4 separate regions of the Anser cygnoides genome follow, and regions 1, 2 and 4 are each linked to region 3. A link is a contact called in public Hi-C data. All regions are on one chromosome and are shown on one strand. The core of a region is the stretch at or near the end of the contact, and the rest is flanking DNA. Distances in the headings are between cores, read along the strand shown.

The links. A called contact is a pair of places that touch in the nucleus more often than the background predicts.
Region 1: a Hi-C map of liver shows a contact between it and region 3, with 6 times the contacts expected there. The contact joins two enhancer-like sites. A contact is called at or near these places in 2 of 7 Hi-C or Micro-C datasets (both in liver).
Region 2: a Hi-C map of liver shows a contact between it and region 3, with 8 times the contacts expected there. The contact joins two enhancer-like sites. A contact is called at or near these places in 2 of 7 Hi-C or Micro-C datasets (both in liver).
Region 4: a Hi-C map of liver shows a contact between it and region 3, with 2.8 times the contacts expected there. The contact joins the promoter of SLC29A1 here to the enhancer-like site in region 3. A contact is called at or near these places in 2 of 7 Hi-C or Micro-C datasets (both in liver).

The regions. Positions count from the first base shown.
Region 1 is chr3:34,036,564-34,041,254 of Taihu_goose_T2T_genome, reverse strand. No RefSeq gene overlaps it. Among named protein-coding and RNA genes, the nearest start is that of TMEM63B, 110 kb to the right of the region's middle. Within about 2 kb of position 2,149, at least 2 of the 3 cell types and tissues checked have open chromatin away from gene starts, as enhancers often do. A contact at or near this core is called in liver, where this site is marked.
Region 2 is chr3:33,991,007-33,995,121 of Taihu_goose_T2T_genome, reverse strand. No RefSeq gene overlaps it. Among named protein-coding and RNA genes, the nearest start is that of TMEM63B, 62 kb to the right of the region's middle. Within about 2 kb of position 2,496, at least 1 of the 3 cell types and tissues checked has open chromatin away from gene starts, as enhancers often do. A contact at or near this core is called in liver, where this site is marked.
Region 3 is chr3:34,323,709-34,328,267 of Taihu_goose_T2T_genome, reverse strand. No RefSeq gene overlaps it. Among named protein-coding and RNA genes, the nearest start is that of MRPS18A, 47 kb to the left of the region's middle. Within about 2 kb of position 1,452, at least 2 of the 3 cell types and tissues checked have open chromatin away from gene starts, as enhancers often do. A contact at or near this core is called in liver, where this site is marked.
Region 4 is chr3:33,857,703-33,861,933 of Taihu_goose_T2T_genome, reverse strand. It overlaps SLC29A1 (solute carrier family 29 member 1 (Augustine blood group)), which reads left to right and starts at 1,556. Exons shown (of 14, transcript XM_048080133.2): 1 at 1,556-1,963. LOC106048216 (spectrin beta chain, non-erythrocytic 2-like) reads left to right here. Exons shown (of 31, transcript XM_066993846.1): 31 at 25-475. The coding sequence ends at 260.

The DNA.
Region 1 (4,691 bases), core at 900-3,399, 290 kb after region 3:
GGAAAATGATGCCAACAGAGATGTCAGCAAGGAACCTTTGCTAACACCTGTGGCAAGGTCTGTGTGCTTTCACAGAGCTGGTCGGGACTGAGGTGTAACTAGGGCTAAAGATCACAGGATCAATTTCACAGAATGGTTGAGGTAGGAAGTGACCTCTAGAGGTCATCTTGTCCAACCCCCCCTGCTCAGGCTGGCCCCATGGAGGAGGCTGCAGCTTTGCGTGGCTGAGCTGGATTCTGTCCTCTTCCCTCCCTTACAGTGCAGCAGCCGCAGAGCTGCTCAGAACAGCCCAACGTGTCAGATGTTGGAGCCTGAATGCAGGTTCCAAAATGAGCATAGAACAGCCCGTTTCAGAAGCTTGCTGCGTCTGGATGAATGGCATTAGACATCCTTAGAGCTATTTAAAACAATTTCCAGCTGCCTAACATTGGCTCTTGGAGCCAGCTTTGAGGTGAGGAGGTTTGAAAAGTTTGGTTTCACTTGTTAGCAAGTCCTCCAGTTCATACCCACTGAAGAAAAGGGACTAGCAAAATTTAGGGAGGCTAGAGCAGAAAACAATAGAGACAGCAAAACTGGCCTGTTAGCAGATTTCCACCCATTTTTTTGTAAGCCTGTAAATAAATGTCTCCATAATGCTGCTGTTTGTTTTTAGCCTTCCTGAAAATGCTCCTCCTACTTTTTTTTTTTTTTTTTTTAACGTCTATTTGCAGTCCCTCTAAGTACATTATTTTGTTACAGGATATCTATTCTGAACTGAAGAAAGGTTATGCTCCACGGCCACGTGGCAAGACACTCAAGACAGCTCTGTCAGGGTCTAGAATACAGTGGATGGTGGCACTGGATTATGGATTGTGGCACAAACTGAACGAACATGGAAACAGAAATGCCTATAGGATGGTGTTTCCTTTTGTCCATCAGGTGTGTTCTGCTTTCAGAAACAGCGGACATGGAAGGTCAAACGGTTCATTTAATTCTTGGGACAAGAGGTCCTAACAAATTTATTTATTTTTTCCTCAGTGTAAAATTGAGAAGTCTTTTCCTGTAGCAGTTTTGTACAACTTTTAGTTTATATTCATCTGCATTCAGATGAATTCAGGGATGTTTTGAGACACTGAGCTTCATATATCATCGGATTTCTCCCGGCTATGTAGAGTGCAGGGCCTGTATGAGTGTTCTCCATACCCAGGTGAGCACTTCTCCCAGACTGTCTATTGATGCCAGCCATCAGTTGAGAGGCCTGCAGTGCTCCCCATGTGAATGCAGGTCTCTTCTTCATTTCTGCATTCAGGAAACCCTGACCTCTTCCCTAAACTCTTCTAAAATAAGTCCACACTCACTTCTTCCCATCCGAGCCTGGAGGAATCTGTATTCAACACCAAAGCAGCCAGTGATAGCTAGTTCAGTCCTCATGTCTAAATTTATTATTTTTTTTTCTTTTGATTTCCCTGGAAATGAGGAGGCTGGGAACATGGAGAGCTGGAACATCTGGCAGCCATCCCTCTGGCAGCCACCTTTGCTGCTGGCAGGACTCCATCTGCTTGGCCACGGCCCACGGTGCCCATGGATGGGTCACAGAAACCCCACTGTCAGGGAAGCTCCTCGGCTGCTGCCAACAGCCCCATCCCATTCATTTCTACCTGTTGCTGTGCTGCATTTGTGGTGCACACCTCTACCTTAGGAGGAATTCACTCTCTCAGTGCAGCTTCACAAGGCAGAGTTTCTAAGGTCTATTTGTTCTGGGGCAACAGCACCAGTGTGTCTCACTGATATTTCACGCTGTTCAGAAAGGACAAGTCAGCTGGCTGCAAGAAGCAGGAGCTGGAGCCCCTGAGACCGTGCCGGGCGCCTGGAAGGAGGAGGAGCAGTGGCAGCAGCCAGCATAGTGATGAAGGAGGAGGGACCCAAGGCCAGCTCGGTGCTTTGAAGGAGGAAGAACACATCAGAGGAGTCTGAGACAGCTGGAGACGACCTGCTCCAAGGGAGGGGTTTGAATGTCAGCCTTCCCTTGGAAACCCAGGAGACGTGAGCAGCGGCAGCACCCAGCTGGCCTGGGGAACAGACTACTTCTTTCAAGTTCTTTCTGCTTCCATAAACCAAGCTGAGTGGATGTTGCCCAAAGACCTCAGCAGGACAGTTCTTGCAAGCCACCCTCGTGATATTCTCCAGGCACCTCTGCCCAACAAAAACCTGTCATTTGGCCTAAACAAGATGAATGAGTTTGTACCTCCCAGGCCTCTAATTCCTTGCAGTCCCATCTGATCAGTTTACTAATAGATACCCGTATCTGAACTCTATTTTCTTCAGACAGTTTCACTGGCAGGGAGGAGAGGTCCTCATGACAGAGGACCCTTGTGTGGGTCCGTGGTGGCATGCTGAACTCAGTATTTTATGAGTTATTCTCATGTGAATTCCTCCTTACTCCCAGAGGAGGAAGTGGCACAAAATCAATGGTACAGATCGATACCTGTACTGATGTATTTCCTGGTGACAGGCCAGATGGCCAATTGACGGTAAACAAAGTCTGAACAAAGTCTGGGCACAGCAAGAGTTTCCAGATGGGAACCAGAAGTTTAGAGCTCATCAGAGCCATCTCCACACACACATTACACGCACCAAATAAACACTAATAAATGATTAACAGAGCTGTTGTGCATTAGCCTCAAGCTTGTGGATCCCTCCCACTATTTCTGGATAATTTCAAAAAAAGGCAGATGATAGGGAATTCTTCTTCGTTTGGAGAAATTAATTAGATGTTCAGCTCTCTGTGGACTTCATACAATCCTGAGAACCCTGTTTGCCCCTCCCCAGATGCTTCAGACTGCAGATCAGTCCTTTCAGTTAAAGGCTGCTCAAGGGCAGTTCCCTTCAAAGTCCATCCAAAGTCTTAAGCATTCAAATCTTCCCTGAGGCCCTACAGAGTAATGCAGTAATCTCTTTCTTCGTTCTGTGAACTGAAAGATCTTTATCTTCAGAGTTCTCAGTTCTGCATGCTATGGGAAAAAGAGATGAGACCTGGGGATGGAAGCTATTGTTTATAATGTAGAGCTGATACAAAGAAATAACTTGGGTTTCTCGCCTTCTTGAGACCTTACTCCTGCATTTCCTCTTTCCCTTCACTTCCTGGTATCTTTCACCTGCAGATAATCTGGATATTCACCTTCCACTTCTGCCTCTGTCAGGCCCATAACACACTGACGGGAAGGAAGGTTCATCCCTTGGAAAACTTCCATCTATTTTGTCAGGCAGCATCTCTAACTTTCAATAATAGCCTGAAACCAGTGGGACCAGTGGGACATATCCAGTGGGACATATCCAGCTATGTCCAGATATAGCACAAGCTGACACAAGTGTCTGGAGCTGAAGTTGGTCTTGCCTGTACTGTAACGACTGGGGTCTTCATAGCCTCCTTCTTGACCATGAACATCTGGATGTAAAGAAGAGCACTGGTCAGGCCCCCAGGAGGAGTGGTGAGCAGGGCACAAGGGAAGTGTCCCCTGATAACTCAGTGGAGCACAGCAGCTCTGCACCAGACACCTTCATTCTCATTCTCTGACCTTCAGTTCTCCAGTTCAATAATCTTATTCATTATACAACAGCAGGATTAGACAGTGCCTGCTGGTTGGCATGCTCTGATGGGCGTTAATACCTGCTGGCACAGAAGCAGGCACATGCCAGTACTCCGGTGTGCTAATGAAAAGGCACCATTTCCTCTTCCACTTCAGCACAGGCTGATGTTTCTTGAGAGCCAGCATTGATCTTTGTGTCCAAGAGAGCATGTGCTGCCGTCAGTCCTGCCTTGTGTCTCCAGGAGTCCTGCTGCTTAGGGCAATGCCTACCATCAGAGAGTTGGATGAGGTCAAACTGGACCCCTACCGAGTCGTTGTGGGGCCATGGCTCACCAGCACGGTATCATGTAATGGAGACTTCCAGTGGCACATTGCTTTGTTGCACACTGGGTCTATCGTGGCATCCCACACCATGTGGAGCAAGGAGCTGCACCGAGACAGGCTGGATAGTGCAGCTGCTTACTACTTTTGGGTTCCCACTGGGAGGCTGGCTTTGACATTCCTCCCTTTGACTTCCTACAAGTTCTAAAAGAGCTTCTCCATCAGAATAGTCTGGAGAAATTCATCCGCAGCCCTCTAGGAACTCCTCCATCATTTTGACTCCTTTTGCAAGCTCTGCCATCCTGCTGAACACTGGAGAAGTGATAGTGATGGAGAACTGGGAGTAGTGGGAGAAAGGAGAGAATGGAGTTCCCTGGAACACCTGCATATATCCCTGCTGCTATGCCCCCACCCAGAGGAACTGGCCTCTGAGACTTACCTCTAGACACAGCAGTGAATAATGTTTGACTTGGAGAGAAGACAGACAGAAGGAGCTGTCACAGAAATGTTTAACAAGCTAGAGGGAAAAAAAAAAAAAAAAAAGGTATCCTGAACTCCCCGTTCTACAATCCAACAGCATGAGGACACCCCAGAATGCTGCACGTGACTTTACTGTCATCTTATCAGATTAGCTGGAACTCACTACCTCAAGGTGCTGGGGGGCACAAGAGCTAAGCAAGATTTTTTTAAGAGGAAGGTAGTACTTATAATGCTCTCCAAATGTTCTGTTGGAATAGTAACTATTTAAAACACGTCAGACTTCCAACAGAAAAATGTGCCTTCTTGCTTCTGATAAACCTTCCT
Region 2 (4,115 bases), core at 1,247-3,746, 330 kb after region 3:
ATCTCCGGTGAGCAAGCCCCTGGCAGCTGGGGAGAAGAATCAGCATTAGAAGGCAGTGGTCTGGAGAGTGGTCCCAGGGCTGAGGACTGAGCTGACAAATGACTGTGTCCTCCTCCGATGGCTGAAAGGTGATGTAGCAAACCTTTGCTGCGCCCCTCTTCCCATACGTCTGGAGCAGCTGTGAAGCAGCTGGCCATGCCGACCTTCCAGTGCCGCCTCCAGACTACAAAAGTTCAGAGCCCTCTGGAACATCTGAGAAGTGACTGTGTTTCGTGGTGCCCCTGCATCCAGCTGTTTGCACGCCTGGGCAGACCCGCTGCCTTGGGACCCATCTGCTTGAAGACTTCACTGTGTGGTTTTGTTGTCTCTTCTGAGCACTGGGATTTTTTGGAAGGCAAGGTGGCAGCGCCAGAAACGAGGGCCAGTCCTTCCAACCACAGCAGGCCAGCCCTGCTCAAGCCCTGCTCGCAGCTGTGAGCTGTGACAGACTGTAAATCTGAGGGCTGGAGTGAGAGAACAGCTGGGTGGCCATCAGAGAAGGCTGGGAGGGGAACAATGACGGGGGGAGAAGCCGCGAGCTGAGAGCCATCACGGGCACTGCCTGGCGTTGGATCAGTCCTAGGAGCTGGCAGCGTTCAGCAGATGCTAATCCCCTCTGTTGGCAGTTCCCAGCCATCAGCTTCCTTCAACAGCTGAAGGAGGAAAAAAAGTTACTTGATCCCAAACGTGAAGGAGCTGATGTGAAACATAACTTTAGTTTGTTTCTGAATTGCTTTAAAGTATAAAAGGGGAGGGTAGAAGAGGGAACTGCAAATAAATACACACCAAATATTCACTCGAAATAATAAAAACTCTTCATTGACTCACGTCCCCTTTTCAAACAGATTATTTGTCTTTGAGTTTTCTGCTGGAGGCTCCACCAGCCCGTTGGGTAGCTTTGCATCTGTGTGCAACCCTCCTGTAAAGAGGGGCTGGAGCATCCCCTTGTACAGACGAGGAACCTGAGAGCCTCTGCTCTTGCTGCAGATCTGTGGCCGGGTACCGAGTCCAGATCAAAAGATCCCAAATGCCTTAGCTGTAAAAGTCTCGTTGTGAAATCCTTTGTTCCAGCTGTGTCTTCAGTTGTGTAGTGCAGCTCTGGATTTGGTGGACCACCCTAGAGCACCCGTTCCCTCCTCAACCCAGAAGTGAATTTAATTGCTGAACAGGGCACGAACCCGAATCACTTGCCGGGGTCGCAAATCTTCCTCCAGAAATGTTCATCAGCTGCAGAGAATACGATGCCCGGTTGAAAATTGAATTCACGGTTGGGAAAAACCAATCCTCTGATGACTGACCGTTTGCATCACAGCTGTCTTAAGGGTGAGGGAGGCTAGGGACTCGCCGTGCTGCACACTTGGGGTAGGAAGCAATCCCTGGCTCAAAGCTTTCCTGTTCACGCAGGGTCCCACGAGAGGAAGCCCCCCGCACGCCCTGGCATGTATGATGTGACTGGAGGCACAAGTAAAGTGGCTTCTCCAATTCTGTGCTTCAAATCCAGCCTATTCAAGTGCAAAACTGAAAACTCCTGAGCCCCAACCCTGTGCCTGACCTGTGGGAAGCTCCTGCCTCTCTGATTTCCCTAAGCTTTTCAACTGGACCAAGTGTGCAGCATACGCCAAAAGAGCCCAAGGGCCAGCTAAGGTTCGGTTCAGACCCTTCCCAGCACAAAGTGCAGCCTTTCAGGGCAGGCTGCTTCCTTAACCAACTTTTTCTTTGGTTTGTGTGGTTTTTGGGGTGGGTGTAGGGTTCCCTCCCTAGATCTGGGAGCCATGTGGTTGCTCTCAAAGCTGCAAAGTGTGTCTCACAGGCCCCGTTCCCTGCACACCTAAGGAAGGAGCTCTCTGGCTGGTTTTGTTTCAGCTGCTCAGAGGCTGAGGGAACACCAGCAAAACAGGGCAGAGCTCAACAGAGAATAAATTTCTCTAGAGGAGAGAGGGAACCGCAGACGCCTGCCCTTCTATTCCTGTTTACCTTTGCTTTCAGGAGGTCAATTGAATTGTGGGCATAAACTTACACTGCGGTTTGCAAACTGATACTCGCCAGAAGAGTGTTCTGGCGTCACAGAACATTTTGTGTTTCGGTTTCTCCTTTCCTAGCTCTTTTACGGCTTCATAATAACTTGCAACATATGTATCACAGAGACTTTATTTACACAACGTTTTCAAAGCATCACAATTAAAATTACTTTGCAGAATTCCCGTGAAGTTGTCCTTCATGCAGTAATGACCAGCAACCGGTTTCAAACTTGGACTTCCTCGGCTTCTTCTTTACGTTATGCCTGCAGGATTTCTTCACAAGCACAGAAAATTCGTAGTCTTCATTTGTGTGTATGCTGGGGTTTGTGCAGTGTGCATTCACTTGGCCTCCATCCACTCCGTAACACCACCTCCTCTTGCGCGGTGCACGGCCACCCCATGACCACCCCGTGGAACCCATCACTGCGGGATATCGTGGGAGGCAAACACCCAAAGAGGTCCCAACAAGGCTCCAGGCAAATTTCTGGAGAAGCCTCTTGTTGTTAAATACAACGGTCTAGCCAAAACTCCATCTCTGGACATGTCTGCCATGCTCGCTGGCAGAAGCCAAGAGGGTCCACAGGAGGAAAGATCACCCCGCTGAGGTATGGTTTTTATGCTGTACCCCTGAAGTCAGGCTTTTAGTTGCTCTCCAAGTCAGGAGGACGAACTAGGTGGACTTTTGATCTGACCCAATATAGCACTTGGTTTAAATTTACACTGGCTGAACGTCAAGCCTGGTTTCTAGCATAGCGTGTTGTGCAATCCTTGCTCTCATTGCTCATGCTGTGTCCACCATCCCACAGGGGTTAGTGAGTTTGCATCCCGGGGAAAAAGGAGAGTGCTTTCTGACTGCAGTCACGTTTGTCCCACCAGGCCTTGCCCGAGCCTGCTCCAGAGCTCTTGCCCAGAGAATTGCTTACGCATATTTCCAAGCAAGTGCTTCAGTTCAGCTGACCTTAACTGAAAGCTGGAGGGAGGTTTTTACCAGCAATGTCCATGCGGTGTGATGGCTCTCCCCTCATTTTTTTCATTTGTCTTCTGTTTGTTTTTGTTTTTGTTTTTGTTTTGATTGGTTGCTTGTTTTTGTTTGTTGTTGTTGTTTTTTTTTTCTTTTCTTTTATCCACAGTCAGATGGGTCCTGGGCTTTAACACAACCTCTCTAATGTTCTCTCATCCCACAGAGAAAATACCAGGTGGTTCAGTCCTGATGTAAAGCAGAAGGGCTGCTAGCACAGGCTCACAAGTCAGAAGGAGTTTTTTGCTGCCACAGGCTGGCCTAGAAAAAGAGTCAGTAGGCTCAAGAAAAGTTCCCCTGCAAGAATGGTGTGTGTCCTGTTCTTCAAATCCCCTTGTCAGGCCCTGAAGTCAAAGGCAGCCTCTGGGAGCACTTGGGGCTGTCAGGATTTCTCTTCACCCACTGCCCAGGCGATTCTGCTGCAGAGCTGTGCTGTCGCATTTGGTGGCAAGTTTGTATTTTTAGCCTCTTGAGATCCCTTGCTTTATGCAGCAATCCCAGATATCCTGGATCTGGAGCCTGACACACTCTCGCCCAGACACAATAACACTTACCCACCACTTACTTTCCACTTTCCTCCCCGTCAAAACTGCCTTGTCGGAGCCAGCAGGTACCACGTGCTGGTTCCTTAAATGATCTAGAAAAGAAGATACAACAATACAAGAAGGATGTGCAGTGAGTTAAGGAAGATGTATAAGGAGGTAAAAGTGATGCAAGTGCCTGCTGGACGTGAAGGGACTTGAGGAAGCCTGGGGAGACACCCCTCAGATGCTCAGTGAAGATCCCAGTTGCAGGAGGAAGCCCAGGGTGGTGAATACAAGTTAATGCAACCTGGAGCCCTGTGGCTTGTGGGCTTTCCAGGGCTCCAAGAGATCTGTAGAAATGCTTAGGATGGAGGTGGACACCACGTAAAAGGGCCTGGGAAAGCACACTGCTGTGGTCCCAACACTTGTGCATCACCCAGCATGCAGCCCCGGCCGCCAGTCCCGTACGAGATAAGGCAGCGAGGACAGCTGGGGGCTAGCTTCTGTCTGACAATA
Region 3 (4,559 bases), core at 203-2,702:
CAGGACCTGAGTGCCCAGGCTCTGCTGCCAAAAGCACGAGAGATGGCTGTGGCCTGGCGAACTGGGAGAGCGAAGCCTGGCTGCTGCTTCCTGAAGGCCTCTGCCACTGGAGGGGGACAGAGCACCTCTCTGCGCAGGTAGGTCCCCCCGCACCCTTCCCAGAGGAGACCCTCCCATGCCGCAGGGCTTCCACCCAGTTCAGCCCGGTGGATGGGCCACTGCTTGCACTGCCGCACCCTGGAGTGGGTCATCGCGGGATTGCGCTGCTAGCAGAGGAGGGGAGCCATTTGGCAAGAAGGGAGCATTTCACACAATAGCAATGAGTCCACTGGCAGCTCAACACCGCCAAGCCTGCCACCACGGGTGTCGCAGCACGTCCGGGGAGAGGAGATGCACAGGAGCCCAGTGGGGGTCAGGAGCTCTCTGGAGATGGGCCTGGGTGTTTAGGTGCTGCCTCTAAACCCCTTCATGTTTCAGATGTGCTCCTGATGTTCTCTTATATCCAGCTGCTTTGGATGGGCCATTCCCATCTCCATCTTTTCCATCAGCCTAGGGCTTGAACTGCTCAAGCTGGTGCAGTGCCCTGGCCCATGCCTGATGGTTTCTGCAGACCACAGGGACACAAATACAGCGGGGATGGAGGCAGAGGGGCTGCACCAGCCGGGCTCAATGCCATGCCAGGCTGCCCGGCACCACCTGCACAAGGTACCATATGGGGACACCAACAGTGGGATGGGCACATGGCTCTGAAATGGCACATTTTTGATGACTTACTGTGGCAGGATGGTGCTGGCTCCCACAACGCCAGGGGATGTGTGGCGGGGAGCTCACTGAGGAGAGATGGTTCCTGCTCTGGGTGGCCAGGTGAGCAGCTCATGCCTTGTACTCTCATGGAGCCCTGGTGCCAATGTTCTGTCATAATGATGGCTGGTGATGATGGCAACACGGACCTGGGTGGCAGCTCTGCCCCCGCATTTTGGGAGGGTGTCGTGAGCTGGAAGAGGTGGCTTCCACAGCAGGGTACCCCAAGGAGCAGGCACCTTTCTCCTGGCCAGCTTGCTCCGGCCGACGAGACCTGATCGATGAATGAAGCCGGGGCCTGGCACGCTGTCAGGAGCAGGCTGCATTGTGCAACAGTGCGTGATGCAACTGAACTTTACATAACCTGATGCAACACCTATGGCTGGAGTTTAAAGCAGCAGGTCCTGGATGGCTGCAGTATGGTGTACATACCTCCTCCTGCATGCACACATGTGAGGTCAGCTGGTGGGAGCGGACAGCAGCACTGCTCCAGGCAGCTCAGGCTTTGCTCTTGGGTTTGAAATCACTGCAAACAAACAAACAACTGTGGCTCGTGAGAGGTGAGTAGACCACGAGCAGAGGCAAGAGCCGGGCACATTGCAAACAGCAGCTGTGGAAATGTCCTCCCTGCAGCTCAGCCCATGTTCTTCATTCCCACCTGCAGCTAATCCTGTCCGAAGTCTCTTTCCTCACTCATGTCCCGCAGCTCCCGAAGCCTGCTGGAGCTGGGGTACCTCAGTCTCCATTTGCAGCCCCTCACCCCCAGATGCTCCTTGCACAGCATCTTCCACCAGGCTAAATCATGATTTTGAGCTCAGTGCTGTGTTAGGCAGCCTTGAGGCTCTGCAGATCTGATGCTTAACCTGGTGCCTTGGGGAAGGCGGCAGTACCCCTTTCCTGGGGCAAGACACCAATGCTCTTTAATATAGCATGAGGCAAGGCATCACCCTAAATCTGCCCATGGCCTGACATCTGCTGCTGTCTGTCCTGAACCTCAGGCCAAAGTAATTCCTCATCTTTTCTCTGACATTTATCATATTTAAGCTAAAAGAAAACAGAGGGCGGTTGCTGGCCTGCTGTTTTCTGTACAAGCAGTGAGAGTTTGCAGCTGTTGGGAGGTCTGGCGTGTGTGTGGTGCCCGAGCAAGGCAGGGGGAGCAGGGGCACGCCGGGGAGGGATGATGAGCCCCAGAAACAAGCCGGTCATGACAGCCATGGTGGGGTGGTCCTGCCATGCCCCTCACTGCCGTAGCATCACGCCAGTCCAGGCTGCAACACTGCCACCAGGAGCAACGTACTTGGGTTTTAGGAAGCCCTTCTGGGACGAGGCAAGAGAAAGCATCGGAGCCCAGAGGGAGCCAGATTGTCTTTCTGTGTGAGGATCAGCCTGGCACGACCCCAAGTATCACCTGCCTTTCCCTTCCCCCTGCAGAGGAAGCTAATCCTGGGCACTGGTGTCGCTGCCAAGTTTGCATGGAAAATGCCACCAGCAGGAGCCAAGCAGCAACCACTGAAACCGAACTGGGAGGGGACGGCGATACAAGCTGGTATCCCCTTCCTGACGTGACTCCTACCTGTGAGTCACCGTGGCCTCAGTACCTTTCCAGCCATGCTGCTGCGCCCGCAGCTGGTGCTCGAGTGCCTGACTCTGGTGAGGTGAAGCCTTTCAGCTTTCTGAGCCAGGCCCTCATGATGTAACACTGCAGGTGAATTTCCACAGCTCTGCCAGAACACAGAGTGGGGCTGGGAGATGGTAAAAATGCCTTTCCCCAGCCTGGTGCCTGGACTGTCCTTCCATCTCCCTTCCCAAAAGGTACCTTTTTATGCGTTCCCCATCCCACCCTCCAAAAGCGGTGCTCTGGGGCTGGAGAGACTGTGCTGGTGGTAAAGGGGGTTATGGCATGGCCCTTCAGGGCTGCAGCAACACCTCCAACCACTTACACACAACAGCCTGTGTGCCCGAGCTCCAGCCAGAGAGGATTTACAACACAAAACCATCAGCTGATGCAGAGATCAACCGGTGCTGCAATCGGGTCACAGATACTCTAAATCAAACCAGATCTTTACATCCTGGAGCTGCACAGCCTGCAGGGAGCAAATAAATGGTTAAGAAGACAGGCTGAAGTGCCAAACGAGAAAGCAAAGTTTGCTCCACGCTCGTGGCCAGGATGTAGTGGGAGAAGCTGCTGTGTGTATGCAGCACGCGCTCATCCGTGACCGTGTGGCTCTTCGTGTTATGTCTGAGAAGGAAAGCAAAACAAGAAATGGTGACCAGGGTGGGATTATAATCCAGGAATACCGTGACTGCTGAAAAACCGAGGAGGAAACCACAGGCTAGTAGCTGCTGTTAAACTAGCTGGTGGAACGCTTGCCGAGATGGCGGAAATTTTCCCAGCCCCTCTCTCCATAAAGGCAGTGGTGATAGTGATGCATTTGAGCTCCTGAAAAATGCAATAAAAACCAACAAAAAACAGCAAAATGAAACAATTTCTAAATATGTGTTGGTAAGGAGGTGGGGGGGCTAAGGAAATTACTAGCGTGTTGCCAGTTTGGAGAGAGTTTAAATGCTGCGTCAAGGGAGCGGTTAGCATGTGGTATGCAAAATGAAGCAATCCAAAAACGGTTATTAACTGAGGCTGATTTGCCCTTAAAACGTGCTCTAGGAACTGCTGTGTCAAAGGATACAGCTACTCTTGGTGATGGGGAGTTGCAACAGCATCAAACAGCCTGAAATTAAGGGTTTATTTTTTTTCCCCTTTGGGGGACAGTCACCTCTTTTGGGTGAAAGTCTTTTGGGACAATATCAGAACCAAAACATAAAGGAAATTAAGCTTTGCTTGAGGGAGAAGGGTGTTTTTGACTCCACTGTTCTCCTGAGGCCCCATCTGCATGACAGCCTGAAGAAAGGCAGGGCTACAACACGGACAGGGCTTGGGATGACCTCCTGGGTTGCTGAGGGAGGTTGTGGTGAGGGAAGAGGGGGCTTTAGAGGATGTGGTGTTTCCCTGCTCACAGCTAAAAAAGGCTGGCATCCTTTGCCTAGGTCTGACTAAGCAAAACCCATCAGCCAGATGGGGATGCTGAATAACGACAAGAAGCATCCTGTGAATAACACACATGGGGTTTTACTCCAGTATAACAGATTAGCATGAGGAGAGCTTCCTCACCCTTGTTTTGGTAGAAGGCCACAGAGCAGCTACTGCAAAGCACGTTTAGTTTGGAGCTATGCAGACAATGTATGGGTTAGTGGAGGTGACAACGAGGGGTGTCTACAGAGGTGCTGGTGAGGCTGTCAAGAGCGGTTGTGGAGCAAATGAGGGAAAAGTGAATTTTCCAAAGACCCGGCTGTGTGCTGTGGGACTTGCAAATGATTTTCATAAATCACCAGTAATGCTTGGGGTTATTCTCAAGGCACTCTGACCACGAGATATGTCACAATTATCTTCCTTTCTGGGGATAGGCAGTTATTACCAAGGGGTCTTGCCCAATACCTAGACAATATTACAGTCCCTAAATAGACCAGTGCACAAAGGACAGAAGTAATGTTGATCCACATGATGTACCAAGGCTCCAGATGAAGCAAAGAGCTTTGTATTATCAACAAGCAAAACGCTGCCTGTAAAATTAGCTTGCAGCACTTCCCCACGGGCCTGAAACACTGGTGCAGAAAGCCAGCTGTTGGGGTAGGACGCCGAAAAGACCCGCGCTTAGGGCTGGCTGGCATCGACCTGCAGCCCTGTGCTCACACCCCCGAGGAGA
Region 4 (4,231 bases), core at 307-2,806, 470 kb after region 3:
GCCTCTCACTGCTCCCTCCCGCAGCCACCTACCAGAAGATCACCCCCGTGGCCGTGCCCCAGGAGCCGCTGGAGGCCGGGAGCAGCTACTCGGTCACGCTGTACATCGGGGAGCAAGCGGCGGCCGTGCCCAGGGCGCGCTGCCACTCCTTCGTGGCGCGGCCGGGGAGCCCGCGGGACGCGCTGGGGGAGAAGCCCCCCGGCCCCCCCCGCCCCAAGAACAAGTCCGTCTTCAAGAAGTTCTTCGGCAAGAAGGAGTGAACCCCGGCCGAGGGGGAGGAAAGCCCCCGCCTGCCCGTGTTCCTCCTCTCGGGTGCCGTCCTCGCACCGTCTCCGCTGCCAGCACCAGCTCACCGCTCGCCGCCTGCCCGGGGGGGCTGCACTACACCCCCGCCTCCCCCTTCCCGCCCCCGGGCCTCCCCCCACACGCAGCACAGGCAGGGCCGGGGGCCTTTTTATTAAAAAACAGATCGACACGCGGTCTGGGAGCTTCTTCATCCAGCCCGCAGAGGGGCTCCCGAAGGTGGGTGGTGGTCATGTCAGAGGAGGGGGCTCCCGTGGCCGGGCTCGGTGCTGCTCGAGGGGAAGCCTGAGCCACCTGGCATCTCCCGAGGAGCTTGGTCCTGTGGTTTTCCCTGTTGTCCCCAGCCCAGCTCATCCCTCGTGGCACCTGGACCCCGTTTCCCTCACTTGCTCAGCCTCGAGCCTCGTGCTCGGTGCAGGATGGCCGCAGGCAGGCGCGTGCTGCATGCTGTGGTGACGGTCAGGGAGCGTGGCCAGACCCCGGGGGCTTCCCTGTCCCAAAATTTTGCAATAGCTTCGCCAGCCCGTGCTGGTGTCAGCCACTCTGGTTCCTGTCTGTGCCGGGAAGGGGAGGGAGCCCAAAGCCCCGTCCGGGTGTGCACCAGCCCTCAGGCAAAAAGGACAGGTCTGTGAGGACGCTCCCGGCAGGCTCCGAGGCTCAGCCTCTCCTCCGCAGGCACAGGATGGGGCTTAAAATAGCTGGGCTGGCTGCCGCCCAGATCCGCAGCAAGGGCTGCAAGCGCAGAAACACGAGTAGCGGGCACGGGGCTGCTCCCACCCCCCTGTGTCCCGCTGCAACCCCCAGCTGGGGACGGGGGCAGCGGTGTCACCCAGCGAGGGGCTTCGTGCTCCCGGAGGAGGGGAGTTGGGGGGATTTGGGGCCGCAGATTTCTCTTGGCTCGGTCTCTTGGCTCGGTCACCTGTTTTCCTCCAGCACCGCCGCTCGGCCCGTGCACACTGCCTTAATGGGAAGAGAGGAGCGGGGCGGCTCGCTCGGGGCTGGGGGGGATGCCCTGGGACGGGGCCAGCCCCGGCCGTGCCGCGAGGAGGCACTTGCAGCCCCGGCCCTGCGCAGCAGCCGCTCGGTCAGGAGCCGCCAGCTCATTCCTGAGCTGCTCAGGGGCCCGGCGGAGGGGCAGCGGGGCTGGGGCCGCACGGAGGGCTCGTCCCCCCTCACTGCTTGGGGTGCGTGACACCCGGAGCCACCGACCTGCCCAGAGTGTCCCACGCTGGCCCAAGTCCAGCACGGCGGCGTGAGACGAGACGTGTAAAACGGAGCAGGGACGGGGGCACCTTGTGACCCCAGGCAGAGCCCACGGCACGCTCCCCGTGCAGCGGGGTGTCGCAGGAGGGCACCGTCCCCTGCACCCGCGCTGCAGGAGGGCGCCTTCCCCTCACCCTCTCCCCCTCCTTGCCCTGGCGCCGGGCCCCGCTGACGAATCCCGCTGGCGGTCTCGATGGCAGGCGCCGCTTCCCCCCGCTAATCCCCGCGTGCACGCAGCCTCCACCTGCTGAGCCAGCGGGAGCCCCACGGAGCCGCTCGCAGCCAGCGCCTGGCTGAGGAGCTCGTGGCACGGTGAGGGCTCGGCAGCCCCCGTCCTCCCTCCACCGGAGGATCCCCGGCACTGGGCAAGGCGGCAGCGGGGAGCTGAGCCCTGGAGGTAACGGGCAGGGTGGCGAGAGGGAAAGGCGCTGGCTTGGGGGGCTGGATGGGGAGGGGACGTGGCTCTGAGAAGCCACCACAAGGACCCGCGTGCAAGGTCACCCCGCAGCCGGGGGCCTGTGCCGAGCCTTGTCACCCACCGCCCCGTCCCTCTGCCTCGGGGCTGAACGGGGATCTGGGCATCTGGTGACAAGGACGATCCGGCTCCCGGCCATGCTGCGGCCGGAAGGGAAAGGTCCGGGGGGAGCAGGGTCTGCAGGGCGATGCCTATAGGGCAGGGCCCCCCCCTTCACAAGGACTTTGTCCCCAGGAGGGCACGGGGCATCCCCGCGCGGGGGGCCGAGGGCTGTCCTGCAGCCGGGTGTCCTTGGCGCGGCAGGCAGAGCGCTAGGACCTGGGGAGAGGCAGGCAGGCAGCGCTGGCAGCTCTCCCCCTGAGCAGTGCGGGATCCGGGCTTGTCAGCCGGCAGCACCGCGGGCACGCAGCCCGCCAGCGGCCCTGCGGACATCGGAAACAAACAAACAAAAATAAATAAAAAAAATCACAACAACATGTAAGCGTGCATGGTCGTGCCCCGGGCTGGCACCGTGTGCCATGGACGGCCGCCGCGGAGCTGCAGGCGCTGTAACTAGGGCACGGGGCTGAGCGGCGGTGCCGTGGGACACAGCAGGTCAGAGCTGGGGCACGGGGACACCGGCAGCGGTGGCTTTGCTCTGTGTGCTGTCCCACAACGGGGCAGGGGTTGGGGTGCTGTGGGGGTGGCAGGTGGTCCGGTGGGTTTTTTGGCCCCGGTGCGCTCGCCCCCATGCTCCCGGCCATACTGGGGTGGTGCCTTGTGTTCCCGTAAGGTCCTTGGGGTACCTGCAGCGCGGGGGACACCACCGGGGAGCCCTCACTCTGCGCCTCCCCGTCGGGGTTTCTTCCCCAGCCCTGCCCAAACCTCGCAAGCCCTTTGTCCCCGGAGCCAGGCTCTCTCCTGTGACCCTTCCGAGCTGCAGGCTGACCGCTGGGAGCTCGCCCTCGGCCCTCGCTCCGCTCCCTCCCCAGCTCCTTCCTCCCCCAGGCGCCGTCCCCGTGCTGCCCTCGGTGTGATTCGGCCGGGACGCGGTGGCCCCGGCTGCCCCCCAGCTTGTTTGCAGGATCCTGACCCCGCGCGCGGGGCGCGGAGGCCGGGGCAGGGTCCGCAGCCTGGCCCTCACCCCCACGCTGCCTGGCCCTCACCCCCACGCTGCCTCTCGGCGTGGCGGCACCGTGCCGCCGTCCCAGCCACAACCCCACACGGGGGACGCGGGTCGGGGTGGGCAGCCCTGGCTTCGGCCCACCGAGCTGCTCCGGCGGGGGGGGGGGCTCGTCGGCTTCTCGGGGAGCTCTGCCTGGTTTTTTGGGGGGGGCTCCCATCACCTCCATAACCACATCCATAATGCACCCATCCCGGCTGAGAGTAGCACCCCAAAATCTTGAGGGGGTCCCAGCTTTGGGTTCTCGCCAAGCCCCCAAAAGGCTGCTCCAACCCCCCTCCACCCCCCCCCAAAAAACACACGGCCCCCCCCCCAGCAGCCCCGAGGCGCCGGGGACGGGCGCGCCGCCGGCCGCGGCCAGCAGAGGGGAGCACCGGGCCGCGCTGCCCCTGCGATGAGTTTGTCGGTGCTTTGGCACGGCTCCGGGGCCCCTCCCGGCGCAGCGGGCTCAGCCCCAGCCCACCCGAAACCCGGGGAGAAGCAGGCGGTGCCCCTGAGGAAGCCCCCCCCCTCTCCACGTCTGCACCCCAAAGCCCGGTGGCACCCCCAAGGATTTCCTTTCCCCTGTTTTTTGTTTTTTTTAGCACATCCCCTGCCCATGGGCGTACCTAGGAGGGCAGGTGCTCACTTGGGATGCACCCGATGTGGGGCTCAGGCTTTTTTCCCCCTCTCCTGGGCAGTCAGCGCGCTCGGCGGCCAGCCTTAGGTTCGGCCTGCCCTTCTGGCAATGTCTCATCATCGCGCCCCGTTGGTTGGCCCTGGGGCCACGTTGTGGCTCGGGAATGCGAGCAAACCCGGCTGGCAGGGAGGGGAAATAATGAGCGGCTTGTGGTGCTGGGAGCTGTGGGAAAGGTCCCTCCTGGATGCCTCCCCGGGAGATGTTTGGGAGCATTCAGCCACAGCTCCACTGCTGAATCGCCCGAAGGGGAAAGCATGACAGGACAGGCTCCGCTCTCCAAACAGGATTTAGTCAGCCGTGCCAGGCGTTTACACAGAGCCGAATTCCTCCACGCCAGCCAGCGGCTGGC